Linked DNA regions of Sus scrofa: all the other regions are linked to region 3. A link is a contact called in public HiChIP or PLAC-seq and promoter capture Hi-C data. All regions are on one chromosome and are shown on one strand. The core of a region is the stretch at or near the end of the contact, and the rest is flanking DNA. Distances in the headings are between cores, read along the strand shown. Region 1 holds the start of ZNF335 (zinc finger protein 335). Region 2 holds the start of PLTP (phospholipid transfer protein). Region 3 holds the start of SLC35C2 (solute carrier family 35, member C2).

Region 1 (3,614 bases), core at 862-3,361, 370 kb after region 3:
GAGGTTCCCAGGCTAGGGGTCTAATCGGAGCTGTATCTCCCAGCCTACGCCAGAGGCACAGCAACGCAGGATCCGAGCCGCATCTGCAACCTACACCACAGGTCACGGCAACGCAGGATCGTTAACCCACTGAGCAAGGTCAGGGACCGAACCCGGGCAGGGACCTAACCTGCAACCTCATGGTTCCTAGTCGGATTCGTTAACCACTGCACCACAACGGGAACTCCGGTACAGAGTATTTTAAGTAACCATAGTTACGAGGCATCCTTCACATGGTATTTAAACTGCTTGGGGCTTTAGAATCAGACAGACCTGGGTCCATATCCCAGCACTATCCTCTAGGCTGTGTGACCTTGGACAAGTCATGTCCCCTCCTCTGAGTCTCAGCTTCCTCCTCTGCCATGGAAGACTGTAACAGCCCCTGCTTCCTTAAGGTACTGTGATGCAGCAAAGCACATGCGCAGTGCCTGGCATGGGGTAGGGCTCACGGAAAGTGCTCTCCCGCCTTCTTCCCACTTGGCTCTTCTCCTCAGCATTTTTCTCAACGGTCCACTTGAACGTCCTTCTGACCCGGAGCTCCTTCACTGCTTCTAGAAGTCTCCCCATCAAAGCTGAGGCCAGAACTACAAACTACATATTCTGGTGGGAAGAACCCTGGAACAGCAGTCAACAAACCAGGTTGGCTTGCTTGCCTTTGTAATGGAAGAACTGCGATATTTGTTTCAAGGCATTAAGACCTTAGGCCATGAGCTTTCACTCTCTGGTCTTGAGCTCCTTGATGAGGCGGTTATTTTCTATATCATGACATTCTGCAACCTTATGATTTGGTGGCAAAGGCCAAGGTTAGGACTGTGCCTTCGTTGGGTTGGGAATGGAATAGGTGCTGTGGAGGTACTCCTCAGTACCCGGATGTCCTTGAGGGAGGTCGCTTGGCAGGATACATCCCAGTGGCGTGGAATGGGGATTGGAGGTGGCTCTGTAGGACTGAGGAATCAGATTGGAAAAACTGCCTAGTGGGGAGCAAACCAACCTGCTATCATGCCCTTGTTTATCCAGCTCTCTAGGGCTGCTCTGGGAGCCTGGAACTGCTGAATGGGGGGTAGTGGTTGCGAGTGGGCAGAGCCAATCCAGAGGCCTCATGCTGTCTTCCTCCTACCAAAACCTGCTCCTAGGAAAAGACCAGGGAAACCCCCTCATACTCAGTACAACAAACCATAATAGCTGAAACACCCTGTCTTTTTAAGCAGGTTTTCTTTGCAGGGGTTTAGATTTCTCCCACCGCCCCCTTCCCCATTTGTATTTTTCAATTGATGAAAACAACTTATGCAACAAGACTCTGGGACAAACCGGAGAACCAGTCTCCTGAGCAAAATGCGAAAAAGGCTTAAACAGAGGGTACTGCCAAAGGTGGCATTTCAAGCATCAGAAGGGGAAAGTCGTACCTTTCTGAAAAGCTGCAGACTTCTAAATACATCTACATATATTGAGCAGAGAAGGGCTGTGGAGGTAGCTTGACCTCCATCTCTATTATGTAACAAATCTGTGTCCAAAGCTCAAGAAGGGCCAGGCACTCACTCATCTCCATTTCTCCAACTCTGGCCATTCGGGTTTGCATTCAGAATCCCTATACTTGATGTGACTTTGGACCAGCCACCTCCCATCTCGGGGCCTCAGTTTCCCCATTTGTAAAACCAGGATTATACGCTCCCCTCCTCCCAGGACACGTCAAACCTAATCGGGAAAGATTTGATTGGGTACGATGAGAATGCAAAGTAATTGGTTAAAAGCCAGGCGAAAGGACGCATAACAGATACCTCCCTCCCGCCAAGCCAGTCGCACTCCATTCGGACTGTTCCGGGAAGGGCGTGGACAGGCCACTGGGAGTCACGCCCCCGGAAGTGGGGCCAGCCTTAGCCGCGCCCAGCCCTGCGGCCCAAGGAAGGGACCCAGGGATGACGTCACACAACTCCTAGGTATTCATCCGCCGCGAGAGAAAGTAGTCCCCAAACCATAGCTGACTCCACCACCGGTACTAAGCGCTATAAAAAATTCTACATTCTCTTAGGGCTCTAGTATACTTTTGAGGCCTCGGAACCACCTTCCAGCACACTGGAAGCCTGTCTTTCTCCGGGCCGGCGTAGGAAGTAGTTCCGGCCTGCAATACACCGATGGGTCCCTCCGCAACGGGGGAAAGAGGATGGCGACCTCGTCGATGCCGGAGTCGGGGAGGAACGCGGTTACGGAAGCGTCAGGTGAGCGTCGGGTAGAGTCAGGTCGCCCCACTGCACCCTTCCGTGAAGTGAGGCCACAATGCGGGGATACCCGGCAGCGAGGTGCCGAGCCCGGCGGGGCTGTCCGAACAGGGCCCCGGGGTCCCAGGCCCTTTAGTTGCTCTCGGACTTGCCTGAGCGGAAACTCGGCGCCACCACAAGATGGCGTCGGGCCTGGAGCGCAGGCAGCGCCGGGGACAGCCCCGAGTCTCCAGGCCCCGGGACCGTCGCTGTCAGCCCCCTCCGCACGCGAACCAGGGGAGGGGGGGAGCAAGCTGCTGACCCAGGGGGCCTGCGGGCTGTACCACCGACCCTTCCCCCGGGGGGACTTGGGGGACCAAAGGGCTGAACCACTGAGCCTGATCGGGCCCCGTAGAGTGAACCACTCTGCTGGAATCATGGAGGGGAGGAGAAAAGGGTCAAGATTACCCGCCATTGACGACCCTCCCGGGGATGGGGAAGGAGCCCGAGACGGGGAAGCAAGGCTTCCTGGTTCTGTTTTCCCGAAGCTCCCCTCGCGGTACACTAGAAAGCCCCGCCCCGCCGGCTACTCGGTCTCTGCATCTGCGAAATGGGCGCATGGGTGCAGCTGGGTGGGCCGCGATGGCCGGGGCCGAGGAGGAGGCCCACCTGTTCCAGCCCCCGTCACCGCTTCTCGCAGAGTGAAGGCCCCAGATCCTGCGCCCTCCTGTCAGGCCTCCCCCGGAACCAATGGAAGAGAACGAGGTGGAGAGCAGTAGCGACGCGGCCCCTGGGCCTGGCCAGCCCGAAGAGCCCTCTGAGAGCGGCTTGGGTGTGGGCACCTCGGAAGCCGTGTCGGCCGACAGCAGCGACGCGGCGGCCGCCCCGGGGCCGGCGGAGGCCGACGACTCCCGCGTGGGTCAGAGCTCGGACCGCGGTAGCAGCTCTCTGGTATGGCCGGCGTTGGGGGGAGGCAGCAGCTTCCAAGGGGAAGCCAGCAAGGCTTGCTTATAACCAATATTTGTTTATGGTTTGTTGTGAGCCAGACACCGTGCCAAGCCCCTGGCTTGAATTTTCTCTTTTGGCTCTCATACCTTGTAAGGCATATATCAGTCTTTCCCACATCTCACAGAGAAAGAAACTGAGGCACAGAGCCAGGATTCAGATCTAGACTGCGGGCTGAGCTCCTGCACTACCCACTCTCCTCACTCTTAGAGATGCAGGTGAAACCTAGTTCAAGTCTTGGCTCTACCTCTGATTCACTGGGAGACCTCTTTGAGCCTCAGTTTTCTTCCTGTAAAACGGAGCAGAAATGCCTGCTGCTGAGAGTGCTCTGTTGCAAGCTCCTACCACACATTTTCTTGGAAACACCTTGTAAAATAG
Region 2 (3,454 bases), core at 655-3,154, 420 kb after region 3:
GTAATGGTTCAGTAGTAATGAACCCGACTAGTATTGATGAGGACTCGGGTTCGATCCCTGGCCTCGTTCAGTGGGTTAAAGGATCCGGTGTTGCCATGAGCTGTGGCGTATGCTGGCAGCTACAGCTCCAATTCGACCCCTAGTCTGGCAACTTTCATATGTTGAGGGAGTGCCCCCCCTCCGGAAAAAAAAAAAAAAAAAAAAAGGTTAACAATAGTGCTGACTTCACAGGTTGTTAAGAAGTTTAGACAAGTTAATCTAGGTGATCAAGCATCCTGAGTTCCCTGGGACAGAGGGGGCTCCAGGAAGGGAGACTTTCCGTTTCAAAATATGGGAAAGTCCTGGGCAAATCAGGACTAGTTGGGCATCATGCCTGGATGATTGCTTCGTGCTGTATACAAGGTCAATGGACATTAATCATCGTTGCTTCTCCTTTCCACTCTCACACATTTGACAACAAAAAGGGAGCGAGCACCCACGCTGCGCCTGCCCTTGGAGCTGGGAACACTTGTAAGCAGTACACGTGCAGAGAACCTAGTGCCAAAGGTTCACCAAAAAACCCGCAGTCCCTGGGGAAACGCCAAACCTCCCTCAGGGTGATTCCAGCAGCCTGTGTGATGTCCTCCTGATCTGGTGGCACCTGCTTGAACCCCCAGTGGGAGAGCTGTCGGGGCCCTTAAGGTCCCAGGTAGTGACAAAGAAATGGGGGCTGGGGGAAGGGATCTGGTGTTGAAGCCTGGCATGGAGGAGTCTACAGGGGGTTGTGGATGGCAGGGATGGTGAAAATCTGCCTTGGCTGATGACTTTGTGGCTTGCCCTGTCCTAAGAGGTAGTTCCCATTGCCACCCACATTTTGATGAGGACACTGAGGCTCAGGGACCCAAGTGAAGTGACTTGCCTAGGCTCATGCAGGAAGAGATGTGTAAATGGAATTTGAACCCAGGTCCCGGTGAAGCAGGGACTGCTGAGGTTGGGCGGGCCGACCTCAGCAGTTCCCTCCTCGCTCCTGCCGGTTTGGGTCCCCCACTTGTCTTGACAGCGGCCGGGCTTGTCACGGGGCTCCTTACAGCCCTCTCCACCCTCCCGGCTGCCAGCGTCCCGCCCCATCTCCTCCCTACCCCCAGGGAGGAGGGGAGAGCGGGAGAGAGGAGGGGGGTCGGGGAGGCCCGGCTTTATAAAGGCGGCTGAAACAGAGCTGCCCGCCAGACCCCGCCGACCGGATCCTCAGAGCTGCCCGCCTCCCCACGTGACTGCGCCGACCACCAGCTCCACTGCTGAGTGAGTTGGGGCGCGTCCCCATCCACCCCAAGAGCCTCGCCCAGCTGCGTGGTCTACTGAACCCGGGGTAGGGAAGAGATCCCTTGAAGGGGGGCGCCGAGATGGGGGGGTGGCATCAGAATCCCGAAGACAGGGATTTAGGACCTGGAGGAGCCGGGAGCCCCGGGAGCCTGAGGTCGGGCGGGCTGCCCTCTCTACTTCTCCGAGCTCGAGCTCGGGGCCTAGGAGACCGCAAGCCACCCCCCAGGAATGCTCCTGCAGCCATTACCATAGTAACAAGCAAGCGAGCCCGCCCTCTGCACAGGGAAAGGGGAGATTGTTGTTGCGGGCGGGGGTTCGTCCCCTGGAGCTCCCAAATCCTCACATGACCGTTGCACGAGGGAACTGAGGATGTCCCTTCCCTCTTCTCCGTGCCCCAAATCCCCTGGAAGCCAGAGCGCAGGACACATGTCCTCTCTGAGCCTCAGTTTCCACATATGCCAATGGGGGCAATGTTATTGGCTGCAGGTTCCCCAAAAAGTTATCTCAAGCCTACAGATCTGGGCCACCCCCCTCTTCTGATTGGACATCCGAAGAGGGGGTTTTAGTGGCCCGGATGACCCCTTCTACCCCACCCCACCTCCAGGCCCACGCGCCATGGCCCTCTTAGGGGCCCTCTTCCTAGTGCTGCTGGCGGGCGCTCACGCGGAGCTCCCCGGCTGCAAAATCCGCATCACCTCCAAGGCGCTGGAGCTGGGTAAGGCCCAGGGGGGCGGGGGGCGGGCGTGGGTGGAGTCGCCCCTGCAGCGATGCAGGAGCTAAGGGTCTCACTGCTGCTTCAGTGAAGCAGGAGGGGCTGCGCTTTCTGGAGCAAGAGCTGGAGACCATTACCATTCCGGATCTGCGGGGCAGGGAAGGCCACTTCTACTACAACATCTCTGAGTAAGTGGGAGCCCCTGGGGGCGGGGCTTAAGAAATACCTACGGAGTCTTGGGAGACTGGCTGAGTGGGATGGGGGCGTAGCCAAATAGACTTAAGAAACAGGATGAGGCCAAGATAAAGATAAAGACAAGCCCGCCTACATAGGCGGGACTAAGAAGATGGGCGTGGCCTAGAGAATGAGGGTGGGACCCAGAAAAGCAAAGCCGAACCTGTGCAATTGAGGCTGGCCAAAGAGCATCAGAGAGGCAGCATCAAGAAACTTGCCAAAGGATGAGAGTGGGGAGCAGGGCTCCGAGGTGGAGCTAATGGGAGAGGTCAGAGGAACAGGAGATATAGGTCTGTAGTTTAGGATAGTGGGGACCAGGCCTCGCAATCCCAGCGTGGGGGAAGGGAGTTCAACACGATTTCTGAGATGGGATGAAACTGTTTTAACACCTAGATCATGGGCATTCCCCTCAGGGCTCAGCGGAAACGAATCTGACTACTATCCAGGAGGATGCGGGTTCCATCCCTAGTCTTGCTTAGTGGGTCAGGGATCTGGCGTTGCCGTTGCCGTGAGCTGCGGTGTAGGTCACAGATGCGGCTTGGATCTGGCGTTGTGGCTGTAGTGTAGCCGTGGGTCCAATTCAAACCCTAGCCTGGGAACTTCCACATGCTGTGGGTGTGGCCCTAAAAAGCAAAATAAAAATAACACCTAGGTCAAGAGAAGCTAGTCTCAGAGCCACCCTAGCCCAAGTTTTAGCCACCCAAGTACAGGCTGGGCTCTTGAGGGGCAATATAAGAATTCATTCCACCTGGACTAGAAAAGGAGGGATTGAATTAACTACGGTTGGGTGGGGTCCCATTTTCTTGGTCCTAAAGCTGACCCTGGAGCCTCCCACAGGGTGAAGGTCACGGAGCTGCAGCTGACATCCTCTGAGCTCCATTTCCAGCCAGAGCAGGAGCTGATGCTACAAATCAACAATGGCTCCTTGGGGCTTCGCTTCCGGAGGCAGCTTCTCTACTGGTTCTTGTGAGGACCTGGTGCCCTCGGGGGAGTGGAGGGTGCATCAAAAGGGTGGGGGGAGGTGTGGAGCTGTGGACAAGCCCTTGGCCTTGCTGAGCCTCAGTTTCTTCATCTGTACAAATAGGGACAATCATACCCACTTCCTGAGAATTGACAGGGCTTCATAAAATGTCTAATAAACTGCAGACGTAAATAATGCCTTATTAAGAGGGGTGATGATGTAGGGGGCAAGGAGGAGGGCAGGGATGA
Region 3 (3,395 bases), core at 425-2,924:
ACTTCCAGTTGTGGGCTAAGATTGTAACCTGAGTGGCTGGGAGCTTCCTGTCAGTAACCATGTTTTCAATAAATACTCTTTCATGTACAAACTCGTTCCTATTAACAGCTCTTTCTCTGTACTTGCTCCCTGCCCAAGGGAGCTTTCACCTTGACAAGGCTTCATTGCAGTGTGTCTGGGAGATGTTAGCGAGCTCCAACTGGAGCCGTCAAGAGTCCCTTCCAAGAGTCCCTTCCTCCTCTTCAAGGACTCTGCCCCCACCAAGCTCATGCCTGCGTGCACGCGGGTACACACACACACCCCTGCTGGTTAATGATGCCACAGACTGTCACACCAAGACAAAGTGCTTTCTGCTCAAGCCTGCCGGGTACAGCAGGAAAAGGCATACTCTACACCCGCGTGGACATGTCCTCCCTCTTCTTCCTGCCAGGGACACAGCCAGGAACAGCTCCAGTCCTCATGCCTTACAGAAAAGGCAAGTTCTTCACCCTGTGTGTTGCCGATGCTTGGTGCCCAGCCTACCAGCTGGTGTTTTACGCCGTAGCTCCAAACCTCAGCCTTGGTAGCTGGGAGGCTAGAATGAGGACGGTGATGTAGATACTGCATCCTGCCTCTGAGGGAGAAGAGGCTGAGAATCAGCACTTTCAAAAGGCACAGCAAGTGCATGCAGCCTTGGGGGCTGAATAAAGCCCAGAGCCTGGGTGCCATTGTAGGTGATGGTAAGTGCTGAATGAGCGAATGCCTGCGTGATGCCAGCTGGTGGGGCTGGGCAGCAGCGGCTTGCATAATGAACTGCTTTGACACTCTGGCCTCCATCCTTCTGTTCAGCGAGGCCAGGGAGCCCAGCTGAGTCCATTGCAAGGACTCCTGTTTGCAGCCAGCCTTAGAGCTACAGATCTAGGAGGCAAAAAGTCCCAAACTGGGCCTCAATCTGCAACCCTAGCCTGCCCTAGCCTCCAAATGTTTCCCTCTCTCCATATGCTCTCGGCCTTTTAATCCATCCTGCAAGATGAGGAGGATCCCAACTCCCTACTGGCATTTTTGGGCTCATTGCAACCTGCCCCTTGGTTACTTTTCCAACCATGGTTTTTTTTATAAACAAGTGGGCTCCAAGCCAGGCTCCAGTCTTCTTCTGGCCTCCTTATTTCCTCAGTCTGGGATGCTCTCCGACTCACTGAAATTGAGATCATTCTTTAAAGGTTCAGGCATTCAGAAAATGTTTAATGTTTATTATTTATTACCTCTCATGGATCTTCTAAGTCCTAATATTTAAAGCCCCTAACATCACTCCCCAGCTGGCTTGAGCTCCCAGAAGAAAAAGCCCAGGAGAGAGCTTAGTGTTTCCATGGTTGCCCAGCACTAGCTTGGAGAAAGTAAATACTTAATTTGTAAGCAGCTGACGGTTTTCTGGCTGCCAGAGGTGCGCAGGGGTCTGCAGGAGGCACCGGGGCTCCAGGCCGAGACCCCGGTGGAACCCAGGAGACAAACAACCACAGCCCAAGACCCTGCTCGGCGCGGGGCGCCGGGAGCAACCCGTGAAGCAGAGCGAGGGCGCGCTGCACGGGGTCTCCGCAGAGCGCCCTCGGCCCCGCCCCCGCCCCGCCCCCATCCCCGCCCCGCCCCGCCCTCGGCGGCTTCCGGCAGAAGTTCCCCGGGCGGGTGGCGGCGCTCGGCCTCGCACTTCCGGGAGGAGGAATCCCAAGCGCCCGCTACGAGGTGAGTGGGCGCGCGGCGGGCCTTCGGCGCGCTCCCGGGGTCGGTGGGAGGGGGGACCCGGGCAGGACTGGGAGCGGGGTCCCAGTCTGGCAACGCGTGCCACAGCTTGGGGCCCACCGGGGACCTGCCCCTCCCGGGCCTCGGTGTCCCCGTCTTGGAGGAGCCCGAGGCTCCGCGCGCGCTCCGCTCTCCCTCCACCCCCCGGCATTTCCCGAGCACCCGAGACGTGACCCAGGCAGGCATCACGCCGAGCCAGCCCTGCCCTTGGAGAGGCCGCATCCCGCCGTGGGGTGGGAGTTGGAGATGAACAGTAATCACGTAGGCAAATGAGGAAACGTCAGGCAGTGGGAGGTGCCACGAGGATTAGGAGGGTCCCCTACCCACACCCCTGGAGGTTCAGCCAAGCAAAGGTCGGTGGAAGAGTGTACTGGGCAGAGGGAACAGCACATGCAAGGAAGCACACAGGCTTGTGTTGGACCAGGGGCCAGCGTGGCAGAAAGGAGGGGAGGGAAGAATGAGGTTGCAGATGTGGGCAGAGGCCAGAGGGTAGGAGGCCTTCCTCTTGGGCCAGTGAGGGCCTGGTCTGTTTTCTGTGCTGAAGCCATCCCTCCCGCTGAACTGTGAACTCCAGACCATAGAGGGCGAAGAGGAAGTAGGGATACCAATTAGAAGGCTTGTTAACTTTGAGAAGGTGCTCCTTGGGGGCTCCCGTCGTCATGGGGACTCCCTGCAGTGAGGGGACCTGGACTGGTTCCTGGAAGGAAGGGTAGGATTTGAACAGTGGAGGGACAGCATGGCAGTGATGGAGCAGGAACCGCACCAAAAGCAAGAAGGCGCCAGAAGGCGATTCCCAGGAGGATGCAGACTGCCCCAGCTTGGGAGCTTGGAAGGGGACAGCAGTCTTAGCGCCGGCATGCCCTGGGGTTGCCCATGGGATGTCAGCAGTCAGACTTAATAGGGAGCAGATTTGTCCCCCAGGTGAAATTTAGCAGACATTGTTGGTTGTCACAACTTGGGATGAGGCGGAAGGGATGCTCCAGGCATCAAGGGTGGAGAGACCTGGGGATGCAGTGGAACATCCTCCAATGCACAGGACAGGCCATCTCCCCAAAGAAGATGATCTGGCCCCAAGTGTCAGTCATTCCAAAGCTGAGAAATGTTTGTAGAGAGGAAGGTGCACGGGCCTGGAGTTCTCTTAGATGTGGATTTGGTGCCCATGTGCTCCACTCTAGCTGTGTGAGCAGGAGTCTGATGTGGAGGTGCAGGCAGCAGAGAGAACCACAGAGGAGACCAGTGCGTTGTGTGTGTGTGTTTGGGGTGGGGGGGGGACCATGGTGATTCAGAGCCTAGTGGTGGCGGTCAGGAGATGGGACCCTGTATGGGATTTTTTTTTTTTTTTTTTTTTTTTAAGATAGAGCAGGCAGTATTTGCTGATTGAATGTGGGCCAAGGAAAAGAGAGGAGTCAAGGATGAGGACAAGATTTCTGGGAGTTCCCTGGTGGCCTAGCAATTAAGGATCTCATGTTGTCACTGCTGTGGCTCATCTTTGATCCCTGGCCCAGGAACTTCCACATGCCAAGGATGTATCCCCCCCACACACACACCCCCAAAAAAATCCTGGCCGGAGCAACCAGATGTTGGTGCTGCTGGCTGAAGTGGGAAGATTTGGACAGAGGGTG

Evidence for each region. Promoter capture Hi-C pulls out the DNA fragments that hold promoters and counts their contacts. HiChIP or PLAC-seq counts read pairs in DNA pulled down with a chosen protein or histone mark.
Region 1: a contact with region 3 is called in a promoter capture Hi-C map of liver, with 5 times the contacts expected there. The contact joins the promoter of ZNF335 here to the promoter of SLC35C2 in region 3. A contact is called at or near these places in 1 of 5 promoter capture datasets (liver), 1 of 47 Hi-C or Micro-C datasets (embryonic fibroblasts) and 1 of 2 datasets of contacts at active chromatin or transcription factors (alveolar macrophages).
Region 2: an H3K27ac HiChIP or PLAC-seq map of alveolar macrophages shows a contact between it and region 3. The contact joins the promoter of PLTP here to the promoter of SLC35C2 in region 3. A contact is called at or near these places in 1 of 47 Hi-C or Micro-C datasets (liver) and 1 of 2 datasets of contacts at active chromatin or transcription factors (alveolar macrophages).

Annotation. Positions count from the first base shown.
Region 1 is chr17:48,151,748-48,155,361 of Sscrofa11.1, reverse strand. ZNF335 (zinc finger protein 335) reads left to right here and starts at 2,111. Exons shown (of 27, transcript XM_021077367.1): 1 at 2,111-2,252; 2 at 2,932-3,182. The coding sequence starts at 2,982.
Region 2 is chr17:48,099,266-48,102,719 of Sscrofa11.1, reverse strand. PLTP (phospholipid transfer protein) reads left to right here and starts at 1,904. Exons shown (of 15, transcript NM_214283.1): 1 at 1,904-2,014; 2 at 2,100-2,199; 3 at 3,083-3,211. The coding sequence starts at 1,915.
Region 3 is chr17:48,523,391-48,526,785 of Sscrofa11.1, reverse strand. It overlaps SLC35C2 (solute carrier family 35, member C2), which reads left to right and starts at 1,674. Exons shown (of 10, transcript NM_001185159.1): 1 at 1,674-1,716. ELMO2 (engulfment and cell motility protein 2) reads left to right here. Exons shown (of 21, transcript XM_021078300.1): 21 at 1-87.